2 separate regions of the Mus musculus genome follow, and region 1 is linked to region 2. The links are chromatin contacts, called in public Hi-C maps. All regions are on one chromosome and are shown on one strand. The core of a region is the stretch at or near the end of the contact, and the rest is flanking DNA. Distances in the headings are between cores, read along the strand shown. Region 1 has its middle 66 kb from the start of Gm22312. Region 2 overlaps 9530026P05Rik (RIKEN cDNA 9530026P05 gene).

The links. A called contact is a pair of places that touch in the nucleus more often than the background predicts.
Region 1: a Hi-C map of the N1E-115 cell line shows a contact between it and region 2, with 5 times the contacts expected there. The contact joins two enhancer-like sites. A contact is called at or near these places in 7 of 484 Hi-C or Micro-C datasets (the AML12 cell line, the N1E-115 cell line, cerebral cortex and 3 more) and 2 of 115 datasets of contacts at active chromatin or transcription factors (cardiomyocytes and heart atrium).

What each region holds. Positions count from the first base shown.
Region 1 is chr6:93,441,043-93,446,294 of GRCm38.p6, reverse strand. No RefSeq gene overlaps it. Among named protein-coding and RNA genes, the nearest start is that of Gm22312, 66 kb to the left of the region's middle. Within about 2 kb of position 1,939, at least 45 of the 459 cell types and tissues checked have an H3K27ac peak or open chromatin away from gene starts, as enhancers often do. A contact at or near this core is called in the N1E-115 cell line, where this site is marked.
Region 2 is chr6:93,092,333-93,098,237 of GRCm38.p6, reverse strand. The region is part of intron 1 of 9530026P05Rik (RIKEN cDNA 9530026P05 gene); the gene reads right to left. Among named protein-coding and RNA genes, the nearest start is that of Gm38863, 99 kb to the left of the region's middle. Within about 2 kb of position 2,942, at least 6 of the 459 cell types and tissues checked have an H3K27ac peak or open chromatin away from gene starts, as enhancers often do. A contact at or near this core is called in the N1E-115 cell line, where this site is marked.

The DNA.
Region 1 (5,252 bases), core at 690-3,189, 350 kb before region 2:
CATATGTGTACATATACAACATGAAAGTAGATGATAAAGTATCTACAGGGGAAGAGGACTAAAGAGGTGGAAGGGTGAAAAGGGAGTTTGAGAGGGAATATGCTCAAAGTACATTATATGAAAATGCCCTCATGATCTCACAGCTTTTGTATGCTTTAAAATTTGCCACATCATCTCATCCCTTCATCAACACCATCAATAAAAGTGAAGGTCTGATTATTACCCATGTCATTTCTTTTATCCACTAAAGAGTCGTTTTTGCATGGGCGGTATGAAAAGTTTTCCATCTCCCCAGATCCCTTAGAAAATGCTTTTGGAGAGGAATCAAATCAGAGAGCAGCGCAGAGAGCTTGCTGTTGGAAGGGATAATGAAAGCAAAGGCCATTAGGTTGTTTACATTCTTGATGTCCCAGGCCCACTGACCATTCATCACTACAAGAAGTTCCCGTCAGCCTTTGCATCATGAACTGTGTTCCCTTGCTGTAGACCCATGGGAGCACACGTTGGCCCAGTGTCCCTGAGGTGATGCTGACGCACAGCTTTGCGAGGGGAGGCTATGGGCGCAGGGCCTAGTGATGTCACCAAGGAATCTCAGCGCTTGGATGGCTGACAGTGGTTTCGTTTGCCAGATACGCGCTGGAAGCCTGAAGGGAATTCTGCCGCCAGAAAGCACGTCTAGAGTAGGTCAAATCCAACGCCCGCACTAGACTCAGCACGGCGATCTCCTCAACACTCAACCCCTGACCCCCCATAATTGTTGTGGACACTAAAGAAAGTTTGCTAAGTGTGGAAGGGATGTCCTGAACAGTAGTAGCAAAACCTCTCTTAGCAGATGGAATGACAATCATTCTCCAATAAGAGGCAACGCACACCTTGCAAAACATCTGACCAGGGGCTTTTCTTCCAACCCTGACTTCCTGAAGTCTGAATGTTCACCGAGTGGAAACTCTAGGGGGAGCTATTTTGTTTGTAATGTGGCCTGTGATCTGTCTTTTCAAGTAAGCAAGATGCTTTAAAATTTCAGGTTCTTCTTAAAGAAAACTTACTTATGACACACTTATAGGGAAAGCCCTACCCATCATGTTGGAAACTTCATCGGTGTAAAAACTAGGAAATCGTGCATGTGTTCTCGGGAACATCAAGTGGTATGTGGGTATTCCAAGAGCAAGGAAAGAAACTCAGGCTTGAAAAATAAGCAAATCTGGACCTGGATTTCAGCTCAGTAGTAGCTATATGACTGTAATATCTGGGGATGAAATGCTTAGTTTCACAAGAGCTTAGTTGTTGAACATTTAGTTCCCAGTTGGTGGAGCTATGGGGGGGGGGGGGAGTTCTGGAATCTTTAGAATACAGGCCCAGTTGGAGGTAGTATATCATCACTGGGGCAGGTTCTTGGGGTATCTTGTCCCTGCCCCTTTCCTGTCTCCCTCTTTCTGTTTCCCATCCAAAATGAGGCAAAGAAACACTTCTACCACATGTTCACATGACCATGATATGCTCCTACGTGTGGAGGTCCAAAGGATTGTCCTTTGATCCCTGTGACACTGTGAGTCAAAGTGAATTCTTCTTCCCTTAATTTTTTTATGTGACTTATTTTGAATACTGTAATGAAAAACTAACTAATGTGCCAGGGGAGGCACTGGGCAATTGGCTTCATAACATGGGAATAGAAGCCTGCATTCTCCACGGCTCTTATTTGGATTTAATTTGACACCTGAGAACTGACGAATTGTACGTGCTCAAAAGCTATTTCCACTCCCCACTATTTCTTTGGACTACGAGATAATACACCCACTGACATTCCTGTGTGGATTTTGCCCCAGTAATTACCTTCGTGCTTTTTACATGGACAATTAGGCACACAAAAGAGGGCACATACTCCATGGCAGTGCCGGGAGTCCCCTCCCCCATCCCTATCACGGATAGGGAGGCTGCAGGATGGAGCTTCCAGAGAACAGTGCTTGATACTGCTGGGAAATGCATTTGTGCCCCGAGCACAGGTCAGGGAGAAAATAATGACAGGATGACATTTGCTTCTGCGGAGAGGTCTGGGCAGTGATTTGTTCCTGAACAAAAAGCATCTATTTCCTGGCATGCCAAGGACCTGGCTCTGTGGCAGGCTGAGGACTATTCTGCCTTACACAGACACAGTATTCTGTATCAGCTAAGTATCAGGTTAAGACTCCCTCAGAATGCTATAAGGTACAGAAAGCCTAATTCTCAGTGTCCAGCAAGGCAAAGGTTGCTTTGGAGTCTGTTTTATAAATCACAAGCCAGCTGACGGCTAGGCCAAGGAAGCTGTTACTAGTTATCCAATACAGGAAAACAAGGCTGGGGAGGAGCACTCACGGCAAGGACCAGAGGACCAGGGGACCAGGGGACCAGAGGGAAACGCCTCATTCTTTGGCTGTTTGGACCGAAAGATGGTAATGAGAAGCTATATCCTCTCAGGATATTATCTCAGAGTCTTTCTAAAGCCTTGCTAAGAGGTCTCTCTCTTAAGTTTTCTTTTTTAGCCACGTTTATACAAGCGGTTTGTATTTCCTATTATCCTGGCAGTTTCTTTATGTAACAAAGGACTCTTAGGTTTTCCATGACTGCAGTTACTTCAAGCCTGATGTTAAAATACTTGTCGGATTTGGAGGTATTCTTAGAAGAAAGCAGGAGGGACATTGGGGATGGTTGCTTTAGCTCCCCCATCCTGTAGGTGGCCAGGTGACTACCATGACACTGATTGCCCAGGGTAACACAGTGACTAGGTCCTGGGCTGGATGGAGAACTTTGGTTTGTATTTCCTTATTTTTTAAAAAATGGTATTTTTATTAATTCTTTGGGAATTTAATACCTTCATACAATGTATTTTGATCATTCACATTTTGATCATCAGTGTATTTTGATCATCTCTCCTACCCTCTCAGACCCACTCTCTAACCCCTTCCCAGATTTATATTTCTTAAAAAATACCCACAAAGTCCAATTTGTGCTGATCTTATATTCATGGGTGTGGGGTCATCCATTGAAGTATGGGTAACCTACTAGAGGCACACCCTTAAAAAAACTGACTCCCCCTCTCAAAAAAAAACAAAAACAAAAACAAAAAACAATCAACTATCAATATCTCCTCAGCTAGAGGGGGCTCATGAGCCTACCCCCACTCCATGCCAGAACTGGCCTGATCTTGTGGAGGTCTCATGGAAGCAACCAACAGCTCCGTGAGTTTATGAGTACATTGATCCTGTCATGTCCAGAGAATGCTGCGCTGTGTTGTTGAAGTCCACTCTGATCTCTGGCCCTTACAATCCTTCTGTCCTTTTCTCATGGTGGTCCCTGAGCCCTCAGGAAGGGGTGTGTATGGATGTCCCATTTGTGGCTAAGCACCCTATAGTATAGACACTTATCCCTTACACTTAGACCAGTCGTGAGTTTCTGTCTTAACCACCATCTACTGCACAGAGTAGCTTCTCTGATGAACACCGGGAGTTGCACTGAGCTATGGATACAGAGCCAACTATTTACAGGGCATTTTATTAATAAGTCCATTTAGTAAAATAATAAAGGTAGGTTCACTTATGGACTTCTCAGCCATGAGTTCTTGGTTAGATTTACAGTACCAGGCATGTGCTTCCTTCTGTAGATCAGGCCTTAAAGCCAATCAGAAGTTGGTGAGTACTCTATAACATTATGCCTCTGTTGTACCCATGCGTGTGCCCGAGAGGCTGGGAAGGTAGGGTGGGGGAGAGTGTCAGGGGAAGGATAACTAACATTAAAGGTATTTGAAAATGTTGTGTGGAAACTTAGTAGTTTGTAAGCTTAACATGAGTCTAATTGGAGCTATCCTATGCATAGATGGGTGCTCCTTCCAGGAGCTACAGATTACCAAACAAAATGTCCAGTGCCAGGCATGGGATGCCTCCCGTCAAGTTGTTGGTCACAGGATATCCTGGAGAGTCCACAAACAATGCAGGCTATTGGCATTGCTGTGGTGGTTTGAATGAAAATGGTCCCATAGGCTCACAGGGTATGACATTATTTGAATGTCTGGCTTTGTTGAAACAGGTATGGGCTTGTTGGAGGAAGTTTGTCACTGTGGGGAGGGCTTTGAGGTTTCAGAAGCTCAAACCAGCTACAGTGGCTTACTCTCTCTTTCTGCTGCCTGCTGATCCAATGGGAAACTCTCAGTCAACACTCCAGTACCATGTCTGCCTTCATGCCCCCATGCTACCTGCCAGGCTGATAATGGACTGAACCTCAGAACTACATGCCAGCCCCAATTAAATGTTTTCTTTTTTTTTTATTTTTAAAATTAATTTATTTTCTACACTCCATATTTTATCCCCCCCCCCCACCCACCCTCCAACTGCTCCACATCCCATACCTCCTCCTCAACCCCCTGTCTCCACATGGATATCCCCACCTCCCACCCCACCTGACCTCTAAACTTCGTGGATCCTCCAATCTCTTGAGGGTTAGGTGCATCATCTTTGAATGAACACAGACCCAGAAGTCCTCTACTGTATGTGTAAGAGTTGCCATGGTCATGGTGTCTCTTCATAGCAAATAGAAACCCTAACTACGACAGTTGCCCACTGGAACTTGAGAGTAAGACCCTATTGCTGATGATGCTATATACTTTGGTCACAGAACATGGAGATATCAAGTTGGTACTGACTGGGAAGCTTTTTCCCTGCAGAGCAGTTTATGTAACACTAGAAGGTGCTATGCAGGCTGCTGGAGGGACAGAGTCATCAAGAGTCTTACCCAGCTATAAACCCTGTGAACTACAACCATGACCTACTGTGGCAAGGAATATATTTCTATCCTGATGCTTGGTGGACTCTGTCATGGAGTCCTCAGAGGCAGCTGAGTAAGGAGGGCATAGCACTAATTATATTCATTTGCAGAAAAGCATGTAAAATGTTATGGAGGAGTGATGATAAAATCATGTCAATTGCATTTTATGGTCAGAGAAAACACGGCAAAGGAAAGTTGAGTGACTTGCCTGAAGCAATAGTATCGATAACTGATGGAACCAAGATTTAAACTCACAGAGTCTGGATAGATGGTATTTGTTCAAAATTAAGATATGTTGGCTAAAAGTTCCAGCCTGCTCAGTCTACATTTATGTTATTCTGCAATATGCTGGTGGCCTGTCTCACTGGGCTGTGATGAACTTGGCATTGGGAAGTTTGTATGTTTTCATATTTGCCCAGCCTATAGGAGAGACTTGCCCAAAATCGTCTCTATTCTTGTAC
Region 2 (5,905 bases), core at 1,693-4,192:
AATCACTTTATGGTTGGGGTCACAACAACAGGAGGAGCTGTATTGAAGGTTTCCAGCATTCAGAAGGTTGAGAACCCCTGAACTATACCATACTTTATCAAACAGGAGAGTGTATCATCTCAGAATCCCATTTTGTCCCTTAAGTCTCTAACCAGTCAGTTGAGGATATGTGGGTCCCAATTCTGTAACAGACAGGTGATGTATCTTGCTGGGATTTTTTTCTTCCTATAAAATTGTTAGAATATTGTCTCCTAAGTATGGTAAAAAGCTACATAGGCAAGAGGCTATATTTGAGCAGCTCTAAGCATCCCAGCACTCCACAGAAGTTCCTGCTGAGTAACTTGTAGCCGTGCAGCTAGTTAACCGAAACAGGCCATTGATGTGAGGACCAAATGTTGATTGGTAACTCTCCCCTGCATAAGTAAAACCATAAGGGAATAGAAAATCATTTCTCTTGCTACAGTTTTCCCACCAAGAATACTGAAGAAAACTAGACATAATGTGAATCCCATATGTCCAAATATGTCACTAATTCATTTGGCTATAAAAAGTAAGTCTCTCTGGCCTATCATATTTGAATCCATTTTTATCTCATATTCAGACTCTGCCTTTAAATCCCCACACACCTGCATCACGTTGACATCCAAAGCAAGCACGATTCCTTGAAGCCCAGGGGATTTCTGCCCCAGAAGAAGCTCCATGAGAAGAGAAACACAGTACTGAGATTGGAAGTAGAATGCACAGAGGAGTCCATGTGGCTAACAGACACAGCCTTCATACTAGGAGAAGCCCAGGGGGACGAATCAAGTGTTTGAGCTGCTCAAGCTGAATGACCAGGTGCTGCATTCTTAGGTCTCACATGAGAAGGTTTTTGGAAATGAAGTGAATGTAATCATGCTCTTAGGCTCATTACAGCAAAATTTAATAGATTATGGCTTTTAGCTTGAATGGGACCAGGTTTTGCTCTGTGGTTAAAAAGGTCTTGTGTCAAAGCTAGACTATATAGGTGGATGGGCAAGTCCTAACCAAAGCAACACTGGGTGGGGGGGGGGGTGATAAGGCCAAAGTCAAGTGCACTGTGCTTTTGTTCTGCTTAAGAAGAAGGCTCTGAAGCTGTCTGTGCTCATGCTTTGCTTTCTGCCTACTATCGGAGGACTATCCGTAAGGTAAACATTTTCTACGCAGAGATTACGTACTGTCCAAGAATCTACTTACATGTTTCTTATAAAGATTTTTACCATTTTTGTGTGTGTAGTCTGTTCACTTTCAAATAAATTAGTAACTTGTTAGAGAAAGCACAACATAGTCATGAATTGCTTGGTAACAGGGACAAATTCTGAGAAGTGGTGCATAGGTGATGGTGCTGTGGTGTTATGTGGCCACCATTTAATGTGCTTACACAGCCCTGTGTGGTACAGTTCATGACATACCCACTAGACAGTGTGTAACTTCGTATTTGTGATTCATCTGAAGCATACACCATGTGTGGTTCAGAGCTGTGCATATGAGATGTAAAATCAGACTCCACCCAGGCAACCCTGTCATTCTAGTGGGTTATGGCCGGCCACTGAGATCTATAACACTCCTTCTCCAATATCTTCTTCCTGAACCAAATCCATCCTGCTGACCTAGCTCAGGCTGTTAATTCAGGTGCACTGGTCTTTTCCCTCTGGGCAGTATGTTACCATTTTTCTTGCTGAAGTTTTCTTTTATTCCTCTCACCCTGCCTAGACCTAGATGGATAAGATGGGGGCAGAGGTGTTCTCTACTGAATGAGACTCTTCAAAGAGAACTCTGTCACCACTACTACCCCTAAATCCTATTTTGCCCAAAGTCTGTCTGAATCTATTATACTCAAACAACCCCACTGTATACAAGGGACTAACAAAAATGTCATGTGCATTATATCTCTATATTACATACATTATTTATGAAAAATATCATGGAAGGTTCCATTTTAAACTCTTAGCATATAGAAAACCCCCATGCTTATTTGTTTATAGAAACACCTGACTTGGCACATACTGCTATTTTTTAAAAATGGAACAATGTCTTATTCTTTAAATTTTGCATAGACATATATGATCTATGTTGTTCACATTTCCCCATTCTCTCTACCTTCTTCTGGCCCTCTTTTTAGTTAATTTCCCTTCCCGACTTAAATCCTTCTTTTGAAATCTATCTATCTATCTATCTATCTATCTATCTATCTATCTATCTATCTATCTATCTATCTATTTACCTACATACCTATCCATCCATCTATCTATCCATCCACCTATCTTTATACATGTATAACACATGGAATCCATTATTTCATTCCTGATCCAATGTTTTCCATTTTTAATAAATACACTGATGTCTAACAAACCCTTCAACTATCTTATTAGTTATTCTTCCCTTCACTCACTGGAATATAAATTGACAGATATGACTCTAATGCCTAAGATAGTCTTTGACATATAGCAGGGTTTTAATAAACAAGCATTTAATTATAAACCTGTTTAATGACTGAGACTGAAGAGATGGCTCAGAGGTTACAAGCACTGGCTATTCTTTTAAAGGACGCAGGTTCAATTCCCAGCACCCATACCACAGCTAACCATCTCTAATTCCAGTTCCAGGGATATGATGCCCTCTTCTGGCTTCAGTGAGTACCAGGCATTCACAGGCAAACAGAAAGTCAAGACACACATATAAAATAAAAATAAATAAATCTTTAAAGACTGATTAATTAATTATATTGCATTTTTTACTGAGTATCCCTTGAATTCCACAAAGTCCCCTAGCCTATCTTGCAAGACCCGCATTGGTGCCTAGGTAAAATGTTCGATTCTCACTCTCAGGCCTTTTAAATGAAAGCTTGACTTGCCCATCTGTGCTCTTGCCCAGTAACAGCGTACTAGATCACATGACCTCCTGAGAGCTCTCTGGCCCTTGACATCCTAATTCAATTCCACTTAGATGTCCTAAAAGTAATTTGTGGAGAAATTCTTTTCCTCCTCCTCTCTGGATTGGAGTTTGCGTTTATCTAATTATTTCCTTGGTAGATTGACCCAGCTTGAAAGGAGCACCCTGTCACCTCCCCTGGAAATGCTCTAAGCCCTCACTTTATAAACCGGGAGGACTAAAGACTCAGATCTCTAGGGAATTAAATTGCATTCAAATAAGATTAAGGCTTTTTGACTCACAAAAGCAAGGACAATCAGAGGCTAACTGAGCCAAAGCAATTGTTCAGCAAACTAATCCAGATATGTTATTCACAAAAGGACTCTCACAACTGGTTAGCAAAAGGGAGAAATGCCCAGAAAGGAATGCTGGACTGGACCGAGTTACAGGAGAGTTCTTGAAACCTTGTCCTTCCCCTCTTAGGTACTGAATGGGTCTTTCCTCAGTTCTGTTGTCTGGGGCCCAACACCTCCCAGTGACCGCAGTGGGAGTCTCTAGTGGGGATGGAGGAGGTTCACCCTCTGCAGACATGTTGGATGAGTGGAGAGCCAAGGTGCAAGACAATGTCACTGGGAATCAAAGGCTGAATGCGTGCCTCTCCTTGATTTGAAGCGTGATATTGCGATCTTTTACAGGATATAGATTCCTTCGTAAAAATAGTATTTTGGCATAATAAAACAAGGAGCACAAAATTGCAAAGAAAACTAATTACATTAAAATTCGTGTTAGCAAAAATCCTTTCTCCCCCAAACAGGTGAGTTAGCTCATGTATGTCACTAATGTATTCAACTGAGGGCCAGCATCAGTCTGATAGTTGCAGTAATTTTATAATGGTGACACATTTAATTGACAGTTTGAAGTACTTCAACAAACAGAGCTATGCTATAAATATCGACAACTTATAAATGTTGGATGTGCAGGACAGTAGCCACAAGTAAAGCTAACGCCGCTGTGGCTTATTCTCTACATTACAATAGAAGGAAGTGTAATTTGGGGTAAATATGGGTATAAGTCATGATAGATGCAATCTTCCCCTTCAAATTCATGGATGCCCCTCACCCTCTATCTCAGGTTAGAAACCCCTGATGTAGACATCAAAGAGTTCTCTGAAGACCCTTTTGTCAAATATACATGGTCCCCACCTTCACTTGTACTTAATTGTGTATGTTCTGACCGTTCACAGCCAACAAGTATTCTTGTTGGCCAGGTCAGCAAGGAGAAGGCTTGAAAAACTGGAAGGTGACCAGCCCTGTCATGTGTGCTTTATGCTTAGAGAATAGACCTCTTCAGGCTGATGGGGAAGGGCTGCCAGTTGCCATAGAATTCTGGCTCAGGGTTGTTCAACTTGCCCTGAATGTGGTCACAACTACTGTTTGAAAAACACAAGCCCTGTACCCTAGAAACAGCTCAGTTCTTGACAAAGCAGGATGGTGAGTGGGTGCTTTAGGGTTGGAACTGTGTGATCTCCATTGTTGTATTTACTGCTCCGAAGCTGGTCATTTTAATTCCAGTATTGGAAGAGCAACGTCATCAAGGTTGCAGTAAGAATGAAGGGAGGATATATGCAGAATGCAGTTCCTGTCACAGTCTATACACTTAAAAAGCACTGGCATTGCGGCTGCTGTTGGGACACCTCCTTCTTTCTACTGGTCTCACCTTCCTGTGTGCCAATGTAATATGCAGAGTTTAAGACCCTCCACAGAATCTGTCTTTTCATGAAGACTTTGATAATTCCAGATATGCTAGTGAAAGAGCATGCTATGCTAAACCCATAAAATTGACAGTTTTTTGGAAAACATTCTATGATTGATAATGTTACACAGCTCAGTGTAGTACATAACACTGAGAGCAGGGACTGCTATATAGGAAACTGTCTCTGTGAAGAGCCTGCCTGCCTTCCTTCCTTCCTTCCTTCCTTCCTTCCTTCCTTCCTTCCTTCCTTCCTGATTCTGCCTGTACTTCCACAATCACCCCTGAAGTTCAGTGAGGTTTCTGGTTTTCTCTTAGAAAACTCTTTTCTATAAAGGCAATTACTTGAATGTTTAACAAAATTATTTTAACACAATATACGTTACATACAAAACCATAATAAACCAAACTGAACTTGAGAGCACGTGCCTGTAATCCTGGCACTCAGGAGGCTGAGGCAGGATATTTAGTAAAAGTCTGTTAGAGAGGGAGAGGGAGAGGGAGAGGGAGAGGGAGAGGGAGAGGGAGAGGGAGAGGGAGAGGGAGAGGGAGAGGGAGAGGGAGAGGGAGAGGGAGAGGGAGAGGGAGAGGGAGGGAGGGAGGGAGGAAGGAAGGAAGGAAGGAAGGAAGGAAGGAAGGAAGGAAACAATTAAATCAAAAGAGAAATTGCTTGGAATTGGGTATCAGCTCTCTACAGCAGCCATGGAGCCATCTTCACTCTGAGCTGAGGAGAGGGTAGCACCTTGTATTGTCCCTTGTCTCATTTACACAGGTGTGGTTTTCTAATTGTGATTAAGTAATATCTTTCTAATAGTCTTTGTTTCAAAGAGCAAGGTAATTGTGAATGATTGAAAAGGAGGGTTTAAATACCATTTGAAGCAAATGAAAAAGTTATATAGCTAAAACTGGAGAATCAAAACAGCATCATGAAGGCAAGATCATTTAACTCTTATGGAGAACAGCATTATCCTGTGTGGAACGCCCAGCTTCATGTGACTGTGAATTCCCTGAAAGGCAGTCAGGCAGAAGTGAAATGTGGCCATGCACTAAAATGTTTCAGAATGAAATACACACTGGATTTTAAAGACGAGGTAGTAAATAAAAGATGTAAAATGCATCATTAATCATCTGTATTGTGATTACATAGCGAGAGCACAGCAATTTGGACATATCAGGTTAAACATATCTTGTATTATCATAAATCCGAAGTTTAGCCAATAGCACAAGAACAGTAGTAAAACAAACTACTGCCTTTCAACTGGCTTTT